2 separate regions of the Mus musculus genome follow, and region 2 is linked to region 1. A link is a contact called in public HiChIP or PLAC-seq data. All regions are on one chromosome and are shown on one strand. The core of a region is the stretch at or near the end of the contact, and the rest is flanking DNA. Distances in the headings are between cores, read along the strand shown.

Evidence for each region. HiChIP or PLAC-seq counts read pairs in DNA pulled down with a chosen protein or histone mark.
Region 2: an H3K4me3 HiChIP or PLAC-seq map of forebrain shows a contact between it and region 1, with 2.5 times the contacts expected there. The contact joins the promoter of Tchp here to the enhancer-like site in region 1. A contact is called at or near these places in 4 of 115 datasets of contacts at active chromatin or transcription factors (embryonic limb bud, embryonic stem cells, forebrain and 1 more) and 2 of 9 other capture datasets (adipose tissue and pancreatic islet).

What each region holds. Positions count from the first base shown.
Region 1 is chr5:114,465,193-114,472,042 of GRCm38.p6, forward strand. No RefSeq gene overlaps it. Among named protein-coding and RNA genes, the nearest start is that of Gm34722, 12 kb to the right of the region's middle. Within about 2 kb of position 2,004, at least 122 of the 459 cell types and tissues checked have an H3K27ac peak or open chromatin away from gene starts, as enhancers often do. A contact at or near this core is called in adipose tissue, embryonic limb bud, forebrain and 1 more, where this site is marked.
Region 2 is chr5:114,703,390-114,710,264 of GRCm38.p6, forward strand. It overlaps Tchp (trichoplein, keratin filament binding), which reads left to right and starts at 4,390. Exons shown (of 13, transcript NM_029992.2): 1 at 4,390-4,571; 2 at 5,265-5,449; 3 at 5,918-6,128. The coding sequence starts at 5,265. Gm34931 (a long non-coding RNA gene) reads right to left here and starts at 4,430. Exons shown (of 3, transcript XR_387595.3): 1 at 4,356-4,430.

The DNA.
Region 1 (6,850 bases), core at 754-3,253:
TTGCTGTGTGACTGGAAACTGGTATATTGCCTTCTCTGGATCTCTGTCTCCTTATCCATAGAAACTGTGTCTTTTCACTGTTAAGACCTTGGTCCTCCTGTCTTCTTTACCCCTCCCACTGATAGATATCCTTCGAATTCCCCGTACTCAAGAGTTGATCTGCCGTTATCTCACGGACCAGCAGCCCCTGCCGGTCATAGGACTTTAACCAAGCCACCTCCTTGTTGGTGCTGTTGGCTCCTCTGCCCATCTCACCTGTGGCCGGAACATCCAGGAAGCAGGACTGCTACTGTTCCTACAGCGGGGAACTGAGGCTCAGAGAGGTCACCTGAGAGCTCTCAGGTCTGCAGATCCAGGCTTCAAACCTGGCGACAGAGGAGGCCGAAGCCAGGGAGACTTCACCCTTCATTCTCTGATTTGGAGAGGAAGTCTGGGTTCAAGGAAGAGAGGCAGAAAGAGCTGCCTTTCTGCTCTTCTAGGTGGCTGGCAGCAGGGCAGGCCTGGCTGTGTTGAGCTGGACACTGCGCCCCAACCACAGTGCCTGCGCACCAGATCGCCCGGGCTCTGGGAGTTAGAGGACTTGACCTTGGAGGAAGCGGCTTCCTGGGCCTGTGCACCTGCCATCTGTTGCCAAGACAACACATCTGTTCCACGCCCCCTGTGACCCCACAGGGTGGGGGTGGGGTGCTTCAGCACATGGGCTGGCCTGTCCTTGGCAGCCCTCACACCTGGCCCTCTAGGTTGGGGTCGCCAGCCACCTGCCTTGTCAAAGAGGAGAGTCCACCAAGACTCTCCAACAGAGCCACAAGGATCCACACTGTAGATGGAGACACTGAGGCACAGAGCTGGGAAGTGCCCCGCCCCTGCCGCCCCCCCTCCGCCCCCGCCCTAGACACAGTATGTTTGCAATAAGCTGGGATGTGAGCCCAGGCTTCCTAAAGGACTGCAGACACTGGATAGAGCCCTGGCAGACCTAAGGGCTGGAGAAAAGGGCAGAGGCTAACATAGCCCTGCTTGACCGCTGAGATAATAACCTCTGCTCGGCTAGGCCTTTGTCCCTGCATAGTGACCCTCTGAGCTCTCCAGAGCCAACCCCAAGGTCTGAGGGCTCCCCAGATGCCGGAGCCACATGGCTTTTTGGGTCTGACGTATCTGAGACAGACACTAAGTTCAGGACTTCCCACCTGTCTCACAAAGAGCTCTTCAGAGAGCGATGTTCAGAGAGCTGCTTTCTGTGCCGCCCCATGGCACAAGAGAGTGGCGTGCCTTCCATGGGCGCTGGTCTCCTTACTGTTTCTGAGGCTGTGGTGTCCAGTCCTGTGGCCTGGCCTTGGTTTTCATAGCTTCTGGCACCCCTGAGAAGTCCCTGCTCTTATGCCTCACCCTTACCAACCTCCAGCCCAGCTGGGGCAGGGTTGTAACGGGCACTGCCTGGGCCTAGCCCCAGCCAGCTGCTGCCCTGGAGGAGGGGTAGAGCTGTTCAAGCCTTTCTGTTAGGTCAGGTGCAGATATGGAACTCGGGCCCTCAGCTCTGGCCCCAGCCCTCTATTTAGTTTATCTGTCTGTCTGTCTGTCTATCTATCTATCTATCTATCTATCTATCTATCTATCTATCTATCTATGTCTCATATATATTATACAGGGTTCCATATAGCCCAGGCTGACCTCCAGTTCACCACATAGCTGCGGATGACCTTGAACTTCCCATCTTTCTGCCTCCATCCTCCAAATGCTGCGATTACAGACATCCACCACCATTCCTGTCACATCTGGTTTGAAAATGAGATTCCAAAAAACTGGCTGTTATGGTACATTTCCGTTTTTAAAATACTAAGAAAGAATGAAAAACCAATTTAAGAAAAGATAAAAAAATTTTTTTAAAGACCAGGCCAAAGCTCTCTGTGAGCTGAAAGGTCCCCAGGGTGAGTCCTCCTTGGGAGAGGAGCCCTAGGGAGGACTCTGGGGGCCTGGGGTGGGAGGACTGCCCTGTGGAATCTGATTACCCAGGCGCGGTGAAATGGCAGGCCAGCAGGGCGCCAGCGGTTGGAACCGAGCTTGCTCTGTCCCCGGGAGGCACAGATTTTTTTTTTTTTTTTTTTTATCATTGTCAGTATTGGCTTCTTTCTGCTCTGATGAATAGATTGTAAAGAGGCAGTGACATTATTTGAGATAACAGACGAAGCAGAGAAAGGGTCAGCGCGCGCGAGAGAGAGAGAGAGAGAAAAAAAAACGGCAGAGCCAGCAGAGAAAGGGGCGGGGCATCCTGGCTTGGGCCCCCCCCCCACCGACCCCATCGACACCCCACCCCGCCCCCAGCCTGGCTCCCTGCCTGGGGGAGGTGGGGGGGGGAGGCTGGAATGAGGCCTCACTGGCCACGGAGCCCCAGCCAGCTGCGCCAGGCCACTGCACGCTCCCGTCCCTCCTCCCAGGCCCCGCCCCCCATTCTGCCTTTTCAATTCCATTCAATTAGGCCTCCCCGCTCGGAAGCTTGTCTCCTCTGATATCCAGCTTAACTGACAGGGGATTAGAGCTGTTTGTATTACACACAGAGCCACTGCCGCCAGGGCCCAGGGACCTGGTTATTTATGGAGCAGCTAGGGTACTGTCCCCCTGGGACCTGCTTTCTCTCAAGGAGCGCTGAGGGGCCCTGTTTTCCACCGCCCTCCTTCCCCATCTTGCAGCCCGGACAGTGGACAAGAAAAAAAAAGGCTCAGATGGACTCGGGCTCAAAGCTCAGCTCTCCCATGAGCTGGCTGAGAGACACTGGGCAAACTGTGCCTTCTGAGTCTCCAACCATTCTTCATCTTTATTTTGGTTCTTTTTTGAGGGGGCTACCACCTTGTGGACCCTACCCGGGACTTTTGTAACTATCCAGACATGTAGGCCTTCTATGCATCCCAGGTTGGCCTTGAATTCGTAGCAAACCCCCTGCCTCAGCTCCCAAGTGCCTGGCTGAACATGATTCTTCATCTTAGACATGGAGTTAGATGGTGAACCAGCTTACGGGGTGGCTGTGTATAGCAGGGTGTGTGGGGGTGTTTGGTCCGGTGCCTGAGCCATCATTCACTTTACCTGCTCCATGACCCCCTTGGGCCAGGCTGTCACAGTGGAGGTAGTGCAGTGTGATGGTTTGTATATTCTTGGACCAGGGAGTGGCACCATTTGGAGGTGTGGCCTTGTTGGAATAGGTGTGACCTGGTTGGAGTAGGTGTGTCACTGTGGGTGTGGGCAGAAGATCCTCACCCTAGTTGCCTGGAAGTCAGTCTTCCACTAGCAGCCTTTGGATGAAGACGTAGAACTCTCAGCTCTGCCTGTGCCATGCCTGCCTGGATACTGCCATGCTCTCACCTTGATGATAATGGACTTAACCTCTGAGCCTGTAAGCCAGCCCCAATTAAATGTTGTTTTTTATAAGACTTGCCTTGGCTATGGTGTCTGTTCACAGCAGTAAAACCCAAAGACATGCAGGAAAGACCCTTGATGAAGTAATTGCGGGCCTCTGCCCCTACCCCTGGTTTGCCTACAAGAAAGATTCATCCCAGAACAGGAGATGACAATGAGGACTCTCTTGGCTGCTGCGTGAATCACATAGGGTGTGTAGAAAGATGGAGCAGGGTTGAAATAGCCCCCCACCCCGTCCCCTGGGTCCTGTTCGCCTGGCTAGCCCAGGGCTCAGAGCCTTTCTATCGGTCCTCCTGCCTTCCCAGCAGTCCTTCCCTTCCCAGAGGTCCTCCCCATGGCTCTCCTCCTCTCGGTCCTGCCATTCTTTGTGGGGATACATCAGTCCCACTGTCTCAGCAGCCAAGGGCAGGCAGCTAACACCTTGTTCACTTCTGTCCCACCCACAAGTCAGGTGTGTGGCCTGTGATAATTGCTTGAGGTTCCGGAATGAACATGGAGATAATGAAGGGAAGAAAGAAGGGAGGGAGGGGGAGTCAGGAAGTGGTTTCCCTCGCCCGAGGTGGCCACCCTGTTGGCTCTGGAACCCCACTGCCCTGAGCCTGCACCTAGACCCCCCAAAGCAGCTTCTAGCTGTTGGAATGGGTGAGCTTAGGGTGGTCTGAAGGGCAGTGTTCTCTCATACGCCCTGTGGCTTCCTCTCCCCCAGCATCCTTGGGACTGAAAGAGCTCCAAGGGCACCAGGCCAGCGAAGGCCCTTCTGGGGTAAATCCTGGGGTATTCATTGCACCCTGTTCTGCATGGCACCCACCAGTCAGAGCTCAGCCGAGGGCTGGCCCTGGGAAAGTACAGGTCTGGATAGTTACAAAGTCCCATGTAGGGTCCACAAGGTGATACAGTGGGTAAAGGAGTTTGCGGTGAAGCCTGGGAACCTGAGTTCAATCTCAGAACCTGCATGGAAAGAGAACCAACTCCTAAAAAGTGTCTGTTAACCTATACACACACACACACACACACACACACACACACACACATAGTGGTATGCACAGAACTACTCCCACATTATACAGACACATCTACCGTTCATATATTCATATATACTGAATAATAAATGCAATCTTTTTTAATCTAGTGCAATAAAAGCCACCTGTTGGGTATGGTGACACACACTTGGAATCCTAGCACTGGGGAGGCTGAGGCAGGGGGATCATAGACTCTAGCCCATCCTGGGTTGGATGTCTGGGACCAGACTCCAGCAGGGCTGGAGTCAGGACCAGGCTCAGGTCTCAGGTGAGACAGCTGCTCATATGTTGGACACTGCTATGTGTCTGCTTCATGCACGTTGTCTCCTGACACTTGGACAAGTCAGAACTGTTCCTCAAGCTGCAGAAGAGAGAATTTGACCCTCGGAGGGGTGAGGTGGCCCAGCCTGCCAGACGCAGAGCAGGATGGAAGCGGTCTCTAACCTGTGGTTTCTACCTCAGCAGCAGTTCCTGGATCGCTTCACATCAGGGCTTCATATCGGCCTGACAGAAGGTATTGAGCCCTTAAGACCCCCTGGATGTGGCACTGCGCTGGCTAATTTTACATCAATTTGACACAAGCTAGAGATATCTGATAAGAGAGAACACCAATTGAGAAAATGCCTCCATAAGATCAGGTTGTAAGCAAGCCTGTTAGTGATTGATGGGTCAGCCCCTGCCCACTGTGGGTGGGGTCAGCCCATTGTGGGTGGGGCCAGCCCAGGGCAGGTGGTCCTGGGTTCTATAAGAAAGCAAGCTGAGCAAGCCATGGAGAGCAAGCTAGTAAGCATCACCCCTCCATGGCCTCTGCATCAGCTCCCTCCTCCAGGTTCCTGTCCTGTTTGACTTCCTGGTTTGACTTCCTTCAATAATGGACTACAGTGTGGAAGTGTAAGCCAAATAAACTTTGTCCCTCCCAAGTCGTTTTGGTCATGGTGTTTGTCATAGCAATAGTAGCCCTGACAAAGGTAAATTGATGACAGACCTGACCTTGTTTTGGGGGGAGATTGTGTAAGAACTTTGGGATTTGGGGTTAGAAAAGCCGTTGAGTGTTGAGAGCTCGGTGAGCTGCTCTGGGGGAGCCTGGAAGATGAGCAGTGCAGACAATGCAGGCCTGGCCTGTGAGGTTTCAGAGGGAAGCAAAGGCTATTGAGGCCCATTTGCTATTTTGAACTGAGAATTTGTGGTTCTGGTCAGCTGGGGCTGAAGAATTAGCTGCGATTAACAAGAGACCAGCACCAATAAAGTATAACCTTCGAGTTGCTGGGACACTCGATGCTGGTCAACTGGAGCTAAGAAACTAGCTGTGATCAACAAGAGACCAGCATCACTGGGGTGAAATATTCTGAAAAGTTTCTTGAAGGTCAGCATACAAAAGCTGTATTCCAGAGATGGACAGGGCTGTACCTTACACTGGCCTTGGTACTGTAAGAGTCACCAGGTGGTCCTGGTTTTGAAGGCATGCCGGGATCAAAGAGAGCCGCTGAGGCTTGGCCCTGAGTGGCAGGGCTGGGGTCCTAGAAGAGAGCCCAGGAGAGGCTGTTGGTGAAGGTGCAGCCCAGTTGCAGGAAAGACCTCAGCATTTTGGAGATGCCAATACCATTGGGATGACCACCAAGAACTGTAGTCATAACGGAGTGGAGCCAGCCAGAGGCGACAAGAGAGGCTGTCTGTGCTGCAGAGGGCAGAGCTGGAGAAGTGACCCGAGTCCTTTGGAGGAGCCCAGAGGTGGTGAATGAATCCCAGATATCGGGCATTGAGGTATTTACACTATTGGAGTTCGGTTTTGCTTTGTTTAGATTGTCACTGTGTCGTGCTTCTTCTCTCTTGAAGGAAGAAAGTATTTAGCATTTTCTTTTTTTCTTTTTTTTCTTTTTCTTTTTTTTTTTTTTTTTTTTTGGTTTTTTGAAACAGGGTTTCTCTGTTCTCTGTGTAGCCCTTGGCTGTCCTGGAACTTGCTCTGTAGACCAGGCTGGCCTCGAACTCAGAAATCCACCTGCCTCTGCCTCCCAAGTGCTGGGATTAAAGGCATGTGCCACCATGCCCGGCTCTTTTCATTTTTATAGGAGCCCTGTAAAATCCAGTTGAGAAACTTTGGACTTTTTCCACACACTTTTAAAGTGTTGGAATTGGTAAGGCTGGAGGACTTTTAAAATTGATATTCATGTGTGATCTTGGGGAAGAACAGGAAAGGCAAGGTTATGGTTTAACAGCGATGTGTTTGTCTGACAAGGGACCAGTTGTGCTGCTGGCTGGCTCCTTGTTAACTTGACACAAGTTAGACTTATCCGGAAAGAGGGAAGCTCAATTCAGAAAATGGCTCCATAAAGCTAGACTGTAGGACAGCTAATGAATTGGTGATTGATGGAGTGGTGCCATCCCCTTGTGGGCGGGGCCATCCCTGGGCTGGTGGTCCTGGGTTCTATAAG
Region 2 (6,875 bases), core at 3,140-5,639, 240 kb after region 1:
GATAGGCGGATAGAGGCCTCCCAAGGGAGGTCCCTCCTGATGCCCAGAACTGGTGACCATGTGACTAAATGTGGCCAAAAGGTCTTGGCAGATGTGACTAGGGTAAAAGGGACCTTGAGGGTGGTCCCAGAGAGCTGGAAAGTGACAAGGAGTTAGGGGATCGGTTCAATTCCCAGGACCATAAGAAAAACCAATACAGAAAGCAGATGCACAGGCCCCATCTATATCAGTAAAACAAATAAGTCAGCACTTCTTTGGGGGGCGGGGAACTGGGTCTCGGTCTCTGTTTCTGACAGGGTTGTAGTGTACAACCTAGGCTGGCTTAGAAATCATGATCTTCCTGCCTCAGCCTCCTGGGTGCCAGTTACAGGCATGTGCTGCTAAGCATCAGATAATTTAAAGTCCCCCCAAGTGCTTCTATCGCAAGTGACACAACTGTGTAGCCTGGGACCCATTGGTGTTCCATTTCTCAGCAACAGTGACAGCATTACACAAACTCCAGAGTCTGTGGTGAAACTGAAAACCTAGAGAAACAGAACACAAGGCCGGGCCGAAAGCTGCCCCCAATGCTACTGGCTGTCTTCAGCGAACACCCTGAATGGCGTTTTGTTTTTTCTCTCCTGAATACTTATTGCAAGTTTGCCTGTTACAAAGCTGGGCTCTTAGAGAAAGCCTATGAGCTGACCTTTGTCATCAGGGAGGGTCATTATCTTAGCCCAAAAGACACTATCGAAGCCAGGGCAATTGATACTGAGATGCTGAGAAAGCCGAGAGCAGGTAGGTAAGCATGCCCTAGAGAGCACCAGCTGGTAAAGTGAGGACAGAGCCCGCTGGGATGGCTACAGCTGAGCTGACAGAGAGCACCTCCTTGTCTGTGCCTGCCTCCCCATCCTGTCTCCTTCCAAGCCAAGACAGACCCAGGTGCAAGCCACCCTCTCCCCACCTCGCTTTCTTGCTAGCCTTCCCCTGTTAGTCCCTCACTGGCCTAAATACTAAACATTAAAATATGGAACATAAATATTTTATGCTGCTAGACCTCCTTATAAAGTCAATCTGCTTTGTATTTGCAGATGTGTGTGTGTGTGCACACATGTGTGCAGGTGCATGCTTCCACGGGCATGCATGTGTGTGTGTGCACATGTGAGTGCAGGCCACAGCATGTGTGTGGAAAGCAGAGGACATCTCTCAGGAGTTGGTTCTGAAGTTTCCATCTTGTTTGAGGCAGGGTCTCTCTGGCTTCACCGGCCAAAGCATAGACGTTGTCTTATCTGGTCTATGAGCTACCTCTACCTTCAATCTTACCACAGAAGAGTTGAGATTACAGACCAGTGATACCACATCTGATTTCCTTCCTTCTTCCTTTCCTTCTGTACTGGCTAGTTTTGTGTACAACTTGACACGGGCTGGAGTTATCACAGAGAAAGGAGCTTCAGTTGAGGAAATGCCTCCATGAGATCCAGCTGCAAGGCATTTTCTCAATTAGTGATCAAGTGGGAAAAGGCCCCTTGTGGGTGGTGCCATCTCTGGGCTGGTAGTCTTGGCTTCTATAAGAAAGCAGGCTGAAGGCTGGGCGTGGTGGCACATGCCTTTAATCCCAGCACTCGGGAGGCAGGGGCAGGTGATTTCTGAGTTTGAGGCCAGCCTGGTCTACAAAGTGAGTTCCAGGACAGCCAGGGCTACACAGAGAAACCCTGTCTCGAAAAACCAAAAAAAAAAAAAAAAAAAAAAAAAAAAAAAAAAAAAAAAAAGCAGGCTGAGCAAGCCAGGGGAAGCAAGCCAGTAAGTAACATCCCTCCATGGCCTCTGCATCAGCACCTGATTTCTGCCCTGCTTGAATCCCAGTCCTGACTTCCTTAGTGATGAACAGCAATGTGGAAATGTAAGCTGAATAAACCCTTTCCTCCCCAACTTGCTTCTTGGTCATGATGTTTGTGCAGGAATAGAAACCCTGACTAAGACACCTTCCTTCCTTCCTTTCTTATTTCCTTCCTTTCTTCATATTCCAGGGATCTGAACTCAAGTTATTAGACATCTCCCAGAGCCTGGGTTTTGTTTTTTTGGGTTTTTTTTTTTTTTTTGAGACTTATTTTATAGCCCAGGCTAGCCTGAAACCCATAAGCCAGCCATATCCAGCTTTGGCACTGCGGCCGCAGCAGGGAAGGGGAATCAGGATAGGGAGGGCCTGGGCTCTGGCCCCACATCCATGGATCTTGGTTCAAATTCCAGCCTTCACGCCTCAGCTGTGGTTCCTGGGGCAAGGGAGAATACCTTTGTCTGAGGCTCGGTTGAGACTCAAATTGGGATAATCAAATCTCTCTCCCAATTTCTGGATGGAACAGACACTTTACACATAGGCTAACCAGCTATAGGTGGCAGCTTGTGAGCCAACAGTAGCTGCGGTGCCAGTGGAACTGTTAGCCAGTGTGAGGTCCAGGGACAAGCTGTGTGTGAGGCATAAGCCCTCGGGCCCAGAACTTGGGAGGCAGAGGCAGGAGGCCAGTATCAACTACACAGTGCCCTCTAGCTTGGGTTGGACAGCAAGACCCTCTTTCAAAGGAGGAGAGGGAAATGCAGGAGGAGGAAGAGGAAGAGGAGGAGGAAATGCAGGAGGAGGAAGAGGAAGAAGAAGAGGAGGAGGAGGAGGAGGAGGAGGAAAAGGAGGAGGAGGAAGAGGAGGAAGAGGAGAGGAAATGCAGGAGGAAGTCCCTGAAGTCATACCACTCTTAGGAGCAGGTGGGTTTCTATGGCAACTCTACTGTAGAAGAAACTGAGGCCCAGAAGGAAGCAGGCTTGCCCAAAACAAATCAGAAATGAACCCCAGGTTTCTCCGGATCTAACTCACATATGCCTGAGGTTCTCAGTACAGCTCAAGGAGTTGTCAACAGATGTGTGTACTGGGCTCCTTCAATGGCCTGATGGCTCTTTCTGGCTTAATCATGCCAGATGGGGGTGCCACCTCCTCCCCCATTGGAGACGGAGCCTGGGAAAGGGTAGCCCTAGGGTCAGAGAGTGACCAGCCCAGGTTGGCCATCTCTGGCATGCTGCAGGTTTGAACCTGGTTATTGGCTGTGGAGAGCCAACAACACTGTACAGCCAGCTCCAGGTGAAACAGAAACATCAGGCAGGCACCACGAGGAACAACAGAATGGAGGAGTGAGAGAGCAGAAAAACTTGGGAAGCAGAGGCAGAAGGAAGTGGGTGGGAAAATAGAAGAAAAAAGAATGATCGAAGCTGGGCAGTGGTGGCGCATGCCTTTAATCCCAGCACTTGGGAGGCAGAGGCAGGCGGATTTCTGAGTTTGAGGCCAGCCTGGTCTACAGAGTGAGTTCCAGGACAGCCAGGGATACACAGAGATACCCTGCCTCAAAAGGAACAAAACAAAACAAAACAAAAAGGAATGATCGAATATTTATCTATATCTTTACATTCTCGTGGAGGGCACTATTTTAGTATTATTTAGTAAAGTAAAATACTATTTTAATATTGTACATTATTTTAGGGCTTGAACTCAGAGCTTTGAGCATGCTACATATGCCCAATCCCTTTTTATGTCTTTCTCTTTTTACTGGTATTAGGTAGTTAATGCATGGACGTAAGCAACCATGCGAGTTACAGTTATTAAAACCTTTGTACCCAAGCCGGGCATGGTGGCACACACCTTTAATCCCAGCACTCAGGAGGCAGAGGCAGGTAGATTTCTGAGTTTGAGGCCAGCCTGGTCTACAAAGTGAGTTCCAGGACAGCCAGGGCTATACAGAGAAACCCTGTCTCGAAAAACCAAACCAAACCAAACAAAAAAACAAAAAACTTTGTACCCACTACCAATTTTTTTTAAAGATTTATTTATTTATTATATGTAAGTGTAGCTGTCTTCAGACACTCCAGAAGATGGAGTCAGATCTCATTACTGATGGTTGTGAGCCACCATGTGGTTGCTGGGATTTGAACTCCAGACCTTCACAAAGCCACCGTCAGAAGAGCAGTCGGGTGCTCTTACCTACTGAGCCATCTCACCAGCCCCTCACCACCAATCTTAAGGCTACAGTAGTGTACCAATGACGGAGGTCATTACAGAGGCCAGCGGTTCTCGGGTTCTCGGCCTCCGTTGCCTACGGGACACACCCGCGGATCTTTGCAAATCATTTATTTCCTCACTCTGGCCAGGGGATGATTCTCATTAAACCTACCCTCACTCCTCCACCTTCCTCCGGTAACCCCACCCCCACCCCCCCACCCCCACCCATCATCCTGACTGGGTCACTAAGGTTTCTTTTCCTTACCCTACATCAAGGACTAACAAGTACTGTCGATTTACCTCCCACCGCCAGGTGGCGCCAGAGAAAAAAACCACCCACCATTCCTTTTTCCTGGAGAGCGGCGGGTGTCGCGCGGGAGGAAGTTTGTCCATCGCCGTGCTCCGTTGTCCCGCGGGCTGCCCGGCAACCGGCGAGGAAACGGCTGGCGTCTGTGCAGTGGGCGCCTGGGGACCCTCGGAGCGAGCGGGCGCGTGATCGAGCTAAGGCCGGCGACCCTTCTCCGCGAACTTCGGACACGGAGTGCATGAGTCAGAGGTTAGGCTGGGCCGAGGGGCGGGGACGTGGCATCCTTGTAGCCGCGGGACCTGTAAAAAGTTGTATGCCTAGCGCTTGGCACATACCCGTCATCTTCACATCATTGTCGCAGGTTATTTCTGCTTGCTTTTTGAGACAGGGGGCTTTCTGGTTTGCTCAGGTTGGCTTTGAACTCCTGGACTCAAGTGATCTCTTCACGCCTCGGCTTCCAAAGTACGCGGGACCGCTGGGGCATGCCCCTGGGACCTGCTTGTCACTGTAGTTTTTATGCAGAATGTAAAAAACCTCTATTTCCTATCCCAGGCATGTCAGGACATTTTCTATGTCTGCAATCTCCCTGATAATGGCTGGCCACTACTGGACACAGTGCACGTTTATTTAAATTGATAATTTGCAGCCTTGGTGGCAAATCTTTTAAAACTTTCTGGCATGGGCCTCCTTCACAAAATTTGATCATTCGGTTGTCCTAGGGTGGGAACGTGGGCCTTAAAGCTGTGAGAAAGGTGCAGCCAAGGGGCGAGTGACATCAATAGAGAGAGGAGGCATCCGAGTGGGAGTGGGGCTTTAAAACTGTGAGAAAGGTGCAGCCAAGGGGCGAGTGACATCAATAGAGAGAGGAGGCATCCGAGTGGGAGGGGGGCGGTCCCTGGCTTTACAACTGGCTTACTTTCTGCCCACTGCTGTTTCCTTCAGATGGCTCTCCCCACGTTGCCCTCTTATTGGTCCAGCCGGAAACACATGGATCTTCGCCAGCGCCAGCATCAGCAGGAGGACCAGTTTCGCCAGCAGTGGGAACAGAACAGTCGCTATTTCAGGACCTGGGACATCCACAACTCGAAACAGATCGAATGGAGCTCCAAGATCTCCTACCAGCGGAGGCAAGTGTCTGTGTGTTGTCCTGCCCACTGGTTCCTACCACGGTTCGGGGAATGTAGCCTAGGGGCTTAGGGACTGTGGCTTGAATTATCTCCTGATGATGCTGGAAACTGTGCTGTGCTGGGGAGAAGTACTGTACATTTTGTTTTTTGTTTTTTGTTTTTGTTTTTGTTTGTTTTTTTGATTTTTCGAGACAGGGTTTCTCTGTGTAGCCCTGGCTGTCCTGGAACTCACTCTGTAGACCAGGCTGGCCTCGAACTCAGAAATCCACCTGGCTCTGCCTCCCAAGTGCTGGGATTAAAGGCGTACGCCACCATGCCCGGCAGTACTGTACATTTTAAAAGATAAACCAGAAGGCAGCGCTAGTGTCTTCTCGGTAGGTGTTTAGCCCCCCCCCCCAAGAATTACATAGAAATGTACATCAAACTGTGACCTGGTGTGACTGATGTCCAGGGAACTCCTTAACCTAGCATGCACGCCTACCATTGTGAGAAGATGAAGGAGGAGAAGAGGAAGATTCTGGAGCTCCGGCGGGAGAGGCTCAGAGAGCTTCTCCTGGAGGAACAGGACTTGCTGGCTGCGGAGCTGGATGAGCTCAGGCTGAGCATGGGCCTGCGGGAGCAAAGGCTCCGCGAGCAGCACCAGGACCTGAAGTCAGCCCGAGAAGAACAGAGGAAGCTGGTAACTACCCTAGTCCGGAAGCAGGTTGCAGGGCGGTAGCATCCCCGCCGGAACGGACGAGTGCGCCTACGGGGTTGTTCTCGGGTGCCTGTTCCGACGAGATGGTCAGGTGACTAGAGCCCATGGGGAAAACCGCCTCCAACCCCCCACCCCCACCCCCCAGAGAGGAAAGGCTTATTTTTAGCTCGTGGTTTCTGAGGGTCTCCAGCGATTGTAATGAGGAAGGCATGGAGCCTGTGACCAATGGAGCTCAAGTTGCGCTGGCTCAGGAAACAGGATGTTAGGAAGAGGGTTCAGAGACCCACCACAGTGGACTGTTGCCGCCAGCTAGTACCTCATCCCCTTAAACGCCCCCTGCCTCCCCTGAACAGTGCTGGAAGCTAGGGAGCAGTTGTTTTCAATGTTGCTTTTGCTGTTTTGAAACGGTCTCACTGTGTAGTCCTGGTTTGCCTGGAACTTTGTTTATAGACTAGCCTGGCCTCAGAGTCCCAGAGATCTGCCTGCCTCTGCCTCCCACGTGCTGGGATTAAAGGTGGATCACCGGCCTGGACCAGAGCAAGCCTTTGAAATGTGAGCCGTGTTGAGTTGAGATTCAGCACGTAACAATGATCTGAACCTCATTTGGTAACCTGTTAGTGCCAGCTGGGGTGTATAACCACGTTTTGTTGGCCCTTTGAGGATGTAGTCCAGGTTGGCCAGCAGTGGCTGTCCCACAGCAGACAGACCAGAAATCCCGCAGTTGTTGAG